Regions from separate parts of the Mus musculus genome. Here region 1 is linked to region 2. A link is a contact called in public Hi-C data. All regions are on one chromosome and are shown on one strand. The core of a region is the stretch at or near the end of the contact, and the rest is flanking DNA. Distances in the headings are between cores, read along the strand shown. Region 1 has its middle 59 kb from the start of Gm22741. Region 2 holds the start of Chrd (chordin).

Region 1 (4,725 bases), core at 1,098-3,597, 72 kb before region 2:
GGCTACAAATCCAAAGCTGCAGGATCTCAAAACACGGGCAACCACAGGATGTCTGAGAGGAGTCCCGTGAAGATCAAGTACTGATAGTGTAGCAGAAACCAGAGGCCTGGAGCCAGACCAACAATTCACTGCTGCAGGGAACATTGGCAAATGAAGATGTGTGGACAGAGGAGTACGGTATAGGGCACAAGTGACACACTGCAACTTTCACAATGAGATCTCTGTTATTGTTGTCGTTATTTATTTTGTTTTGTTTTTTTCTTTTGTGGGGGAGTTTGCAGAGGGTGGGTATGAGGGGAGGGAGAGGTGAGAGGGATTGGGGTACATGATGTGAAATCCACAAACAATCAATAAGAAGTTAAAAAAAAAATAACGGATCCTCTCACTTGACTTGACAGAAGTCCTCATTCCTCAAAATATTAATGTTTAAAGTACCTGGCTACCAGTTTTGATGTTGTGTTCACGAATATAAAGTTTTTTAGCTGAGTGCCTTCCAGTATTCACCTCAACACCAAGTCCCAGCATTCAAGGGAGCTTCGGGTCATGTGGTAAGCTACATTTCAGTCACCATAAAGTCCCAGTCTGCACCTGAGATTTCTCCGGGGCAAGCATGTCTCTGTGGCCATGCTGGCCTCCGTACAGAGCTGAGACAATCGTCAACCAGTTGGTTTTGGGTTTTGTTTTTGGTTTTTTCTTCTTCGTCTTTCCAGTTAAACTTTTAAGTTACAAAATACTGGGCTTCGTCATGACACTTTTACCCTCAGGCCACTGCTCTGTGCTCCTGTCCCCTCGAGGGATTCTGTTGTTGGTTTTTTCACTCTGTCTCCAACTCTCTCGAACTGAGATCCTGGGCCTGGTAGAGACCAGGTCTTCTCACAGCATTTTGGGCCTCCAGGGGAACATGAGGACATCCCAGGTTCAGGCAGTTGAAGGGATGGCTTGGCTCAGCTCCCAGCAGCAATGGGTCTTCATTCTCACATACCTTATCTTCTTGGCTCAACATGACCAGAGATTTCCCTCTCAGCCACCATTTACAGTTGGCAGGAACGTCACTCACCGCTGCCTTCGAGAACCCTCACTGTTGCTCTCTGTCTTGCACAGAGCACCTCGGGCGCACTTGTTGGGAGCTGTGCCTGGGCCTTCTAATGCTTCTAGATTCTGAGCAGCAAACCCTTTTATCTGCTTCCAGTACACACAAATACCCATTTTGATCCAGATCCCAGCTGTATCTTTTAGTTTGTCTTTTGCTGCTGTTGGTGTACGTGTGTGTGTGTGTGTGTGTGTGTGTGTGTGTGTGTGCGCGCGCGCGCGCACGCACGCATGTCTGTGTGTGTGTATACATATATGTAAATATCTGTGTGTGTACATTTATGTAAATGTCTGTGTGTATGTGTGTGTACATGTGGTACGTGTATGTGCATGTGTGTATATGTGTGTCCTTGTCTCTCTGTGACCCTGTGTGTGTCTGTGTAGATACGTGTGTCACTCTGTGTGTATGTGTGTGTGCTCATGCGCATGTAAGTTGGAGGAAAACTCTGGAAAGTCAGTTCTCACCTTCAACCTTGAGCTGGCTCTCTCTGGTTTCTGCCCTGCTACATACTCTCGGCCCTCGAGATTTCACAGACTTTTCATCTCCACCTCCCATCTCACAGTAGGAGCTCTGGCATTGCAAATGTGTCACTATGTCTAGCCTTTCTCAGGAGTTCCAGGGACTGAACTCCACCACCTGACTTGAGCAGCTGGCGCCTCTCTGATGAGCCGGCTCCCTAGGGTTGTTTTGTTTCTTTTTGCTACATATTTGTAACAGTTAGGAAGCCACAGCAGGAATTCAGTGAACCAACCTGACTGAAAAGGAAGAGCCTCGTGGTAATCATGTCAGTAGGGACGTCCTATGTTGTCTTTTACTAAATATGGAAGAGGATATTTTACAAAACTCTGGGAGTTTTAACACATGAACACTATCAAAGGGCCAGCGGCTTTCAGTGAAACAAACTTCTAAGACAGTGGAAATGCAAGTATTATGTTTCTCTCTTCCCTTCCCCCACCCGAGTGCGGGGAGGAGGGGGGCGGGGGAGAGAGAGAGAGAGAGGGAGAGAGAGAGAGAGAAAGAGAGAGAGAGAGAACTACTCTTTGAACGTGAAGGCCACGACATGCAAACCAGGCCTCATCAGCCAGCCTCTCTAAACCAGGCATCCCCTTCCTTGGAGCAGAATTGGACTGAAAATCATAGTGGCCAGAGACTGAACCGGACCGGGAGTGGCTCGCTTTTGCAGACAGTTACAGGGTATCGCCTCCCCCTGGTGGCCATAGAGGAAGCTGCGGCACTCTCAGCTAAGAAAAAGATCAAGGAGGAGTCAAGGTTTCCACACCCCAACCCTGCAGGTCTGAGACTTATGAAACAGCACAGGCTGCCTAGGAATCCGCTTAACGCAGGGTCCAGAGCAGTCCTCTCTCTTCCTGTTCTTTGGGGACAGGTTCTGTACTCTAACCCAGCTCAGAATACTTCCTACCGGCCCTTCTGAGCAATTGCTCTCAAGTCCTCATGATCTAGAGTGTTCTTTAATGCGGTTCCTTCACCCAAATGCCCAGTCCCCTCCACCGAGGCCACAGAACTGTGAGAACCAAGACCGAGGCAGGCCCGGGTCTGAATCTTATCTGGCACCTCATGAGCTGTGTGTCTTTGGACGAGTTATACAACATCTGTGTCTTTGTCTGTAAAGTAAGATTTATAACCGCTTATTCCTTTTATTTTACATGTGTTTATTTTACGTGTATGGGTGTTCCGTGTGCATGTCTGCTTGCACATCATATGTATGTCTGGTGCCCAAGGAGGTCAGAAGAGGGTATTAGACTCCCACAACTGGAACTACAGAGGATTATTAGCTACAATGAGGATGCTGAGAACCGAGCCCAGGTCCGCCCAAAGGGAAGCTGGTGCTTTTTGCCATTGGACCATCTCTCCAACCCCGAACAGGCCGATGAGAGATTAGGATCAGATAATGAGAAGCAGACAGCCCAGATGCTTCTGTATGTTTGATGCTAGTGGTTACCTATTCTAGGCCCTTTCCTGAATCCTACAAGCCTGTCAGCAACTCTAGGCCTTGGATAACAGAGATAAATAAAACTCTTCTAAGAAGAGCCAGGCCCCAGATGGTATGCACAAGCTCGGGCCCCACATGGGGGCCAAAGAACCACAGGCATGCCCACACTGTCTGCTGGTGTTTATGACCAGTGTTGATGGATCTCTGCCTCATGCTTTTCCATCCTGTGTGGCCACAGAACACGAGTACAGTCTGGAGCCTCTGCCCCGCATGTAGTCCACGCACTGCCAAGTTGTGCTTGCAGTCAAACCAAAGTTGTATGCTTTGTTCTGTGTTTTTGTTTGGGGGTAGGAGGGGGACATGACCCTGCCCTCACAGCCTTTATAGCACTGGGAGGAGCCTGGCTGAGACCTTGTGACCATGCCAGGAAATGGGAAACCAGACCTGGTCTGCCTGAGAGAGCTGGCATGGCTACCAGAAGTGAGACTGCAAGCTGAACAGCTGGATACACCCTCATTGGGCCACTCAAAGTGCTTTCACTCAACGCCCGTTGCCACGCCTCCCCCAGTTTCAGTTCTCTGCACTGGGCTCAGGGCCTAGAAAGCCATTCCTGCTATACAGTTCAGAGGGAAGGAGGACATTCCCAGGAAAGCTGGGTGCTTTCCTGTTGTAATATAAGCAACCGCACAGGACATCAAGCTCAGACAAGGAGCTGTGCTAGATCTAGACAAAAACAAGTCCAACCCTGCTAAGCCTCCTGGACTCCCCCTTCCTGAGACATCCACAGTGCCCCGGGCTGTGTTCCCCTTCATTGCAACAAGCAATAAACCCAGGCTTCTTGGCAGGTAGGTTCCTGGTGGTCTCTGGGTGTAAGACATCAATAGTGCTGGTGTAGAATTCAGTCTGAAGGAGAGGAGACATGGGGAGACAGAAGAGGGGTGCAAACGCTCTGGTATGGGAAAATAACTGGTGTGTTTGCAAAACAGCAAGGTCGTAGACGAGGAGTTTATCTGTGGCTGCACCTTATCGGCAGCACTGTGTGGCTGACACCGAGAGCAGATGTGATGCGTTCTGGGAAGCAAGACCAATGCTCTGCAAACACACAAGGAAGAGCCTTCACTGCTTGTCATAGGAGGCCCTTAGCAAAATCACTACCATCCCCATACCCTGCTGAGCCACCAACAAAGACATTGCTCTCAGTATGATCCAATCATGAATAGAGAGCTGTAGAACCTCTTTTTGAGCAAGGTCCACTGAAAGGAATTCTACTTACTTGAAGCGATTCTCTTCGTGTTATCACAAAGTAACAGGGGATAGATGCCAATCCTGGTGCTTTTGGGGTGGCCCTGCCAACTTGCCATATGATATGTATACCCCTAATACCTAAGAGGAAAGCCTGTCCCTTTGATTTAGGTCTCACAGAACAAACCAGACCAGCCATTTGTGTGGTCCACTGTGATTTAGTAGCCGGCAAGACTGTACAAATGTCATCGCCAGCTGCAGTTTATGCCCCAGAAAGAACACAGAAGAGAGTCAGCCTTCTATGGCAGTATACACTAGAAATTCCCAGCAGTGGCTCAAGGCTGCAGAGCGCACGTGTGAACACAAATTCAGTACTACTGCTGAGCTCTGGCCCTGCCCAGCTATCTCGGGGGTCCCGGTGCTCAGGGAGTGAGGGTGGGCT
Region 2 (4,831 bases), core at 741-3,240:
CTTGAGAGAAGAGGGAAGAATGCCTACTGTAATTATGCAGGACAAGCCACCTAAAAGACCCAGGTCTAATGAGGAAGGAGCATGGAAGGGAGACCCCAGACCCTCTTAAGAAGGACCCATGAGCCTTGATTTTAAGTCCTGGCTTACCACTTACTAGCCAAATGACCTTGAACAAATCACATTCTGCTATTCTGAGCCTCAGTTCCCTCCTCTGTAAAATGGGCATCATAATGTCAGGGCCTTTCTCCCACTGGGCTGTTGTGAGAACCAAAGGAGGCAATGCAAAGCATGCTCTCAGCAAGTGCCGATTTTGGATAAGCACTCTTAAATGGCATCATCTCACCAGGCCATCCTGGGTGGGGGTTGCAGGGTGTTCAAACAGGATGTTGCCTGTGGGATCTGTGAAACGAACCCTGCTGGGACGGTCCAGCCTGTGAAGAGAGGTCCAGTGAGACTGGATCTATAGCCTACAGGCTCCTCTTTATTGCCCCCTTTACTACTCCTAGTCCTTGCCCTTTTCCCGGTCTCACCGCTGGTAGGAGACAGAGAAGCGTAAACTTGAGCGCAGCAAAGAGACTCGAGCACGAGCTACCGCCTGCGACCTCGGTCCTGTCAGCAGCGCCACAAAGTCTTCGAGAAGAGAAGATGGCCTGAGCACTGTCAAGCCTTGCCGCGGGACTCAAACTTCATCAGGCCCACCTCCACCCCAGCCTACCTGTGTGGCCATCAGCACGGGTCCGCTCCCCAACGCCGGGTTCCCCTCGATCACTGTAACTGCGATGCTCTGGATCCCTTGGATACTCGAAGACCAGGCCAGCGGGCTGTGGATCTAGATTGCTGCGCTCTGCATCCGGGGTAAGGAATAAGACGGCTGGCTTCAGAAAGGTACCAGGAGGACCAGTCCTCCTCCGCGATGCAAGTCGTACAGGACCTAGTGTAGAGCCTTCCACCCTCCTAACTCCGGGCACAGCGGGCCTCACCCTGCGGGCAGGTCTGGCAGCAGTGTCCTGGCAGCTGGCGCGGCTGCCTGCAGGCCAGGGTGGGGCACTGAGGTTTGATGTTCTTGCAGCTGACCCTGCCAGGACCCCTCCCACGGCGAGCCCACTGAGGCTGATGGCAGAGAACATAGGAAAATTAAGGGAATGAAACCATCAGACCCCAGGGCTGCAGACAGTCAATTCTGCTATTTACAAGTTACATGGCCCGTCCAAAGTTTCTTAACTTCTCTGAGCCTCGGCGTCCCTGTCTGCAAAGTAGAACTAATAATGTCATTTATCTAGCAATACTGTAACGGGAGGGGGGAAGTTGGCTAAAAGCCAGTCACATTGTGGGCGATCAATAACTGTCAACACCGCAGACTTGAAAGCGGTTTCCTCCGATTTGCGGACCAGCCTTCCCCTGAGCATCTCCGAGTCTACTACTTAGGACACCAGCGTTCCGCTACCCTCTAGAGTAGGGCAGGCAGCTGCGTTATCCACTCACCGCTTCACAGGCGCACAGCACGCAGCGCATCACCCCAAAAGGCTCCCCCAGGTCCGGGTGCCACGTCTCGTCCAAGGCATAGACCTTCCCGCCGAAGGAGCAGCCTGCGGGGACGGGCTTGGCTGGCGGCCGCTGTCCGGTTGCTCGTGCCGTAATGCCTGCTCCGGGCTCTGCCCGCCAGGCCCATGGTCCCTTGGCACCGTGCACCTCGCCGCCTCTGCTTTCCCCTCCCACCCTCCCGCTGCGCGAAGCCACCTGCGCCCGGGGCCCTCTCCCTGTGGATGTAGACTTGCCAGGAGTCAGACTCCCCTCCCGCACCTCCCCCTGGAGCCCACCTACCTGCCGCTCCCCGGACAGGCAGCGGCTCCTTCTCGGAACGGATGGGCAGTGCTGGGGGCTCAGGGCCAGTGCCACTGGCCGGCCGCGAGCCGAGCAGCAGCAGCCCGAGGAGCAGCCGCGGGGCCGGCGGGGCCGGGAGGCTCGGCATGACGCGGAGCAGACAGCTGGGGAGGCGGGCGGGAGGAGGGAGCAGGAGAGGGAGTAGGGCCGGACCGGAGGCGGGCCGGCAGGAGGGGGCCGGGGCCAGGAGGGGGGCAGTGGCGAGGGGCTCGTCTCACAGTCGCCTGGTCGGCTCCCGGCCGGGCGGGGCGGGAGAGAGCGGGCGGAGGGGCGCTGACCCGGGCCGTACTCCACTTTAGTGCCCTAGGCGCCGGCTCTGGCCCGTTTTATGCCCGCGCCAGGCGTCCGGGCCCGGGGCCTCCTCTTCAGCAAACGGGGCGCGGCGGCGGCTCCACAAGGAGCCCGGCTGAGCCCGGGGGGTCCGGCCCAGCAGCAGCGGCCGGATCGCGAGTGGGGGAGGGGGACAGGCTGGGACCCGGCAGGGGAGGAGGGAGGGACTGGAGGAGGGGGGAGCGGAGTGGGTAGGGGGAAGGGAGGAACTAGGGGGCGCAAAGAGGGAGAGGAGAGGCGGGCCTCGACACCCCCACACACGCTCCTTGCGACCACCCCTGGAGGTGGTGTCCACCCCAAGACCAGAGGCTCAGGCTAGTGAAGGGCAGAGGCTGAGCCTCGGGCCTGTGGCACTCTTGAACGAGATGGGCCGCTGGAGGATGAGGACTTGTCTTTGAAAATGACACCGATCCACCCCTACCTAGGACCCACAGCACCCCCTTCCTTTCACTCTGGCTGTATTCCTATTTCCCTTCTAAGGTCTCTCCTCTTTCTTCACTTCCCAGGGACAGGAACCTAGCCTGTGCTTCCCAGAATCAAGCAGTGCTTCCCTGAGTGGAGTCATAATTCACCAGCACCCCAACCTGCTCTCAAGTCCATCCAACTACCACCTCTGGCTCTCTCATGCTTTTCCTTCATCCAAGAGATGACCCTCTTCCTCTCCAGCTCAGTCCCCACCTCCTTTGTCCTGCTTTTCTAGACAAGCCTCCCCATCCTACACACACACACACACACACACACACACACACACACACACACACACGCGCGCGCGCGCGCGCGCGCGCGCGCACCGTTCTTCCCACTATCCCAGCACTAGGCTTCCTAATCTTAGAAGGCATCTCTTATTCAACTGGAGAATTCCGGGATCCAGGCCATACGCCTCAGTAGATAGCCCATCCTCTCTGAGGCGCAGAGAAAGCCTGAGGAAGACAAGGGAGAGAGGACAGGGTCAGGCCACAAGGTCCCTGAGGACAGAGACTGTGGGGAGACAGGGACTGGGGAGAAAGCACAGGAGCTAGAGCCAGGGCCAAAGGAAGAGAGGAGCCAGCAAAGAGGTATTTGTGGGGGAGGCTCGGCAGCTGTCCTTCCTAAGACAGGGACAGATGGGCCTGGTTATTTCTCTTGTCACATGTATAGTGGTAGGACTAGAAGAGGATCATTGAGCAATCAAGGGCAGGCTTGCCCACAGAGCTGAGGGGGTTTAGCGCTCCAGGTCCCTGTACCCCTAGTAGAAAGACTGAGCCCAGTCAATCTGTCTGTCTGTCTGTTTGTCTGTCTGTCTGTCTGTTTTAAATAAGATCTCATTATGCAGCCCTGGCTCACTAGGTAGACCAGGCTAGCCTTAAACTCTCTGAGATCCACCTACCTCTGCCTCCCAAGTGCTGAGAATCAAGACATGCTCTGGGCTCAATCTTTTGGAACTCACTCTGTAGACCAGGCTGGCCTCGTACTCAGAAATCCACCTGCCTCTGCCTCCCAAGCGCTAGAATTAAAGGAGTGTGCCACCACTGCCCAGCTCTGGGCTCTTTTTTTTTTTTTTTGTTTTTGTTTTTTTTTATTTATTTATTTTTATTATATGTAAGTACACTGTAGCTGTCTTCAGACACTCCAGGAGAGTCAGATCTCGATGGTTGTGAGCCACCATGTGGTTGCTGGTATTTGAACTTCGGAAGAGCAGACGGGTGCTCTTACCCACTGAGCCATCTCACCAGCCCCTCTGGGCTCAATCTTAACCAAACACATATCCCTTTACTTCCCGGGTCCCACATATTGTCCATACTGTCTTTCTGATAACGTGATCATTTTCTAATATAGGCAATACCTACTTTGCCAGTTGGAAAGGGGAAATGCCAGGAAAGACACTCCTCTGGAGCAGGGGAATATAGAAGGAAAAGCAAGCAAGCCAGCATGCTGTCAGAATTCAGCAGCAGGTATACTGTTCAGGGAAAAGAAATTTGGAGAGCCAGGAACTGAGACTTCATCCATCTAAAACAAGACCTCTCTTTCCCAGAGAGAACCGTATTCTGCCAGATTTCTCCTGGACTAACCCTCTTCTCTCTCTCACTTAGGTCCCAGGTTCTCATGTCGCCAGGACATGAGACAGTTCCCGCTATACAAATTCTCTCTAGAGTGTGTGTGGGTGGAGGAGCTGGGCTCTATTCATGGACCATGGTCCAGCCATGGGCTCTAGTCCCAGTAGACAGGAAAAGAAGTCGTCATTTCCGGGGGAGCCTTCACCTGGGCTTGGTGGCTCTCTGCTCTCTGATTGGGCGGAAGTGGCCTGGGCAGGCTTGTGACCCTACTACAGAGGAGGGGCTGTACCCCAACCAGTGTCTTCCTACCTACTTGTTCCCCAGAGTGCTGCCTGCTGTGCACCTGGGTCCTGAGGCCCTTCTCCACCCGGTGAGTGGCAAGCACCATTTGGGGTTAAGTGGGGGTATGGTATGAAGAACAAAAAAGAACCGGGCTCTTAGCTGGGGGAGGGGCAAGCAAACTGGAACCTACAGGCACTGACCTTTGTCAAGAAGAGTGGAGCCTTCCCAGAATGGGAGGAGCAGGACAGAGCAGGGAAAGGGGGTTGGGTAGCTGGTTTATGAGGGATTATTCACAGACTCAGAAT

The links. A called contact is a pair of places that touch in the nucleus more often than the background predicts.
Region 1: a contact with region 2 is called in a Hi-C map of cerebral cortex, with 2.8 times the contacts expected there. The contact joins the enhancer-like site here to the promoter of Chrd in region 2. A contact is called at or near these places in 3 of 39 promoter capture datasets (the 3T3-L1 cell line, Sertoli cells and macrophages), 8 of 484 Hi-C or Micro-C datasets (Sertoli cells, cerebral cortex, embryonic stem cells and 5 more), 4 of 115 datasets of contacts at active chromatin or transcription factors (embryonic stem cells and pancreatic cancer cells) and 3 of 9 other capture datasets (adipose tissue, liver and pancreatic islet).

The regions. Positions count from the first base shown.
Region 1 is chr16:20,802,278-20,807,002 of GRCm38.p6, reverse strand. No RefSeq gene overlaps it. Among named protein-coding and RNA genes, the nearest start is that of Gm22741, 59 kb to the right of the region's middle. Within about 2 kb of position 2,347, at least 128 of the 459 cell types and tissues checked have an H3K27ac peak or open chromatin away from gene starts, as enhancers often do. A contact at or near this core is called in Sertoli cells, adipose tissue, cerebral cortex and 4 more, where this site is marked.
Region 2 is chr16:20,730,286-20,735,116 of GRCm38.p6, reverse strand. Chrd (chordin) reads right to left here and starts at 1,990. Exons shown (of 23, transcript NM_009893.2): 1 at 1,822-1,990; 2 at 1,483-1,586; 3 at 981-1,110; 4 at 716-844; 5 at 531-630; 6 at 344-431. The coding sequence starts at 1,969. Thpo (thrombopoietin) reads left to right here and starts at 4,519. Exons shown (of 6, transcript NM_001173505.1): 1 at 4,519-4,614.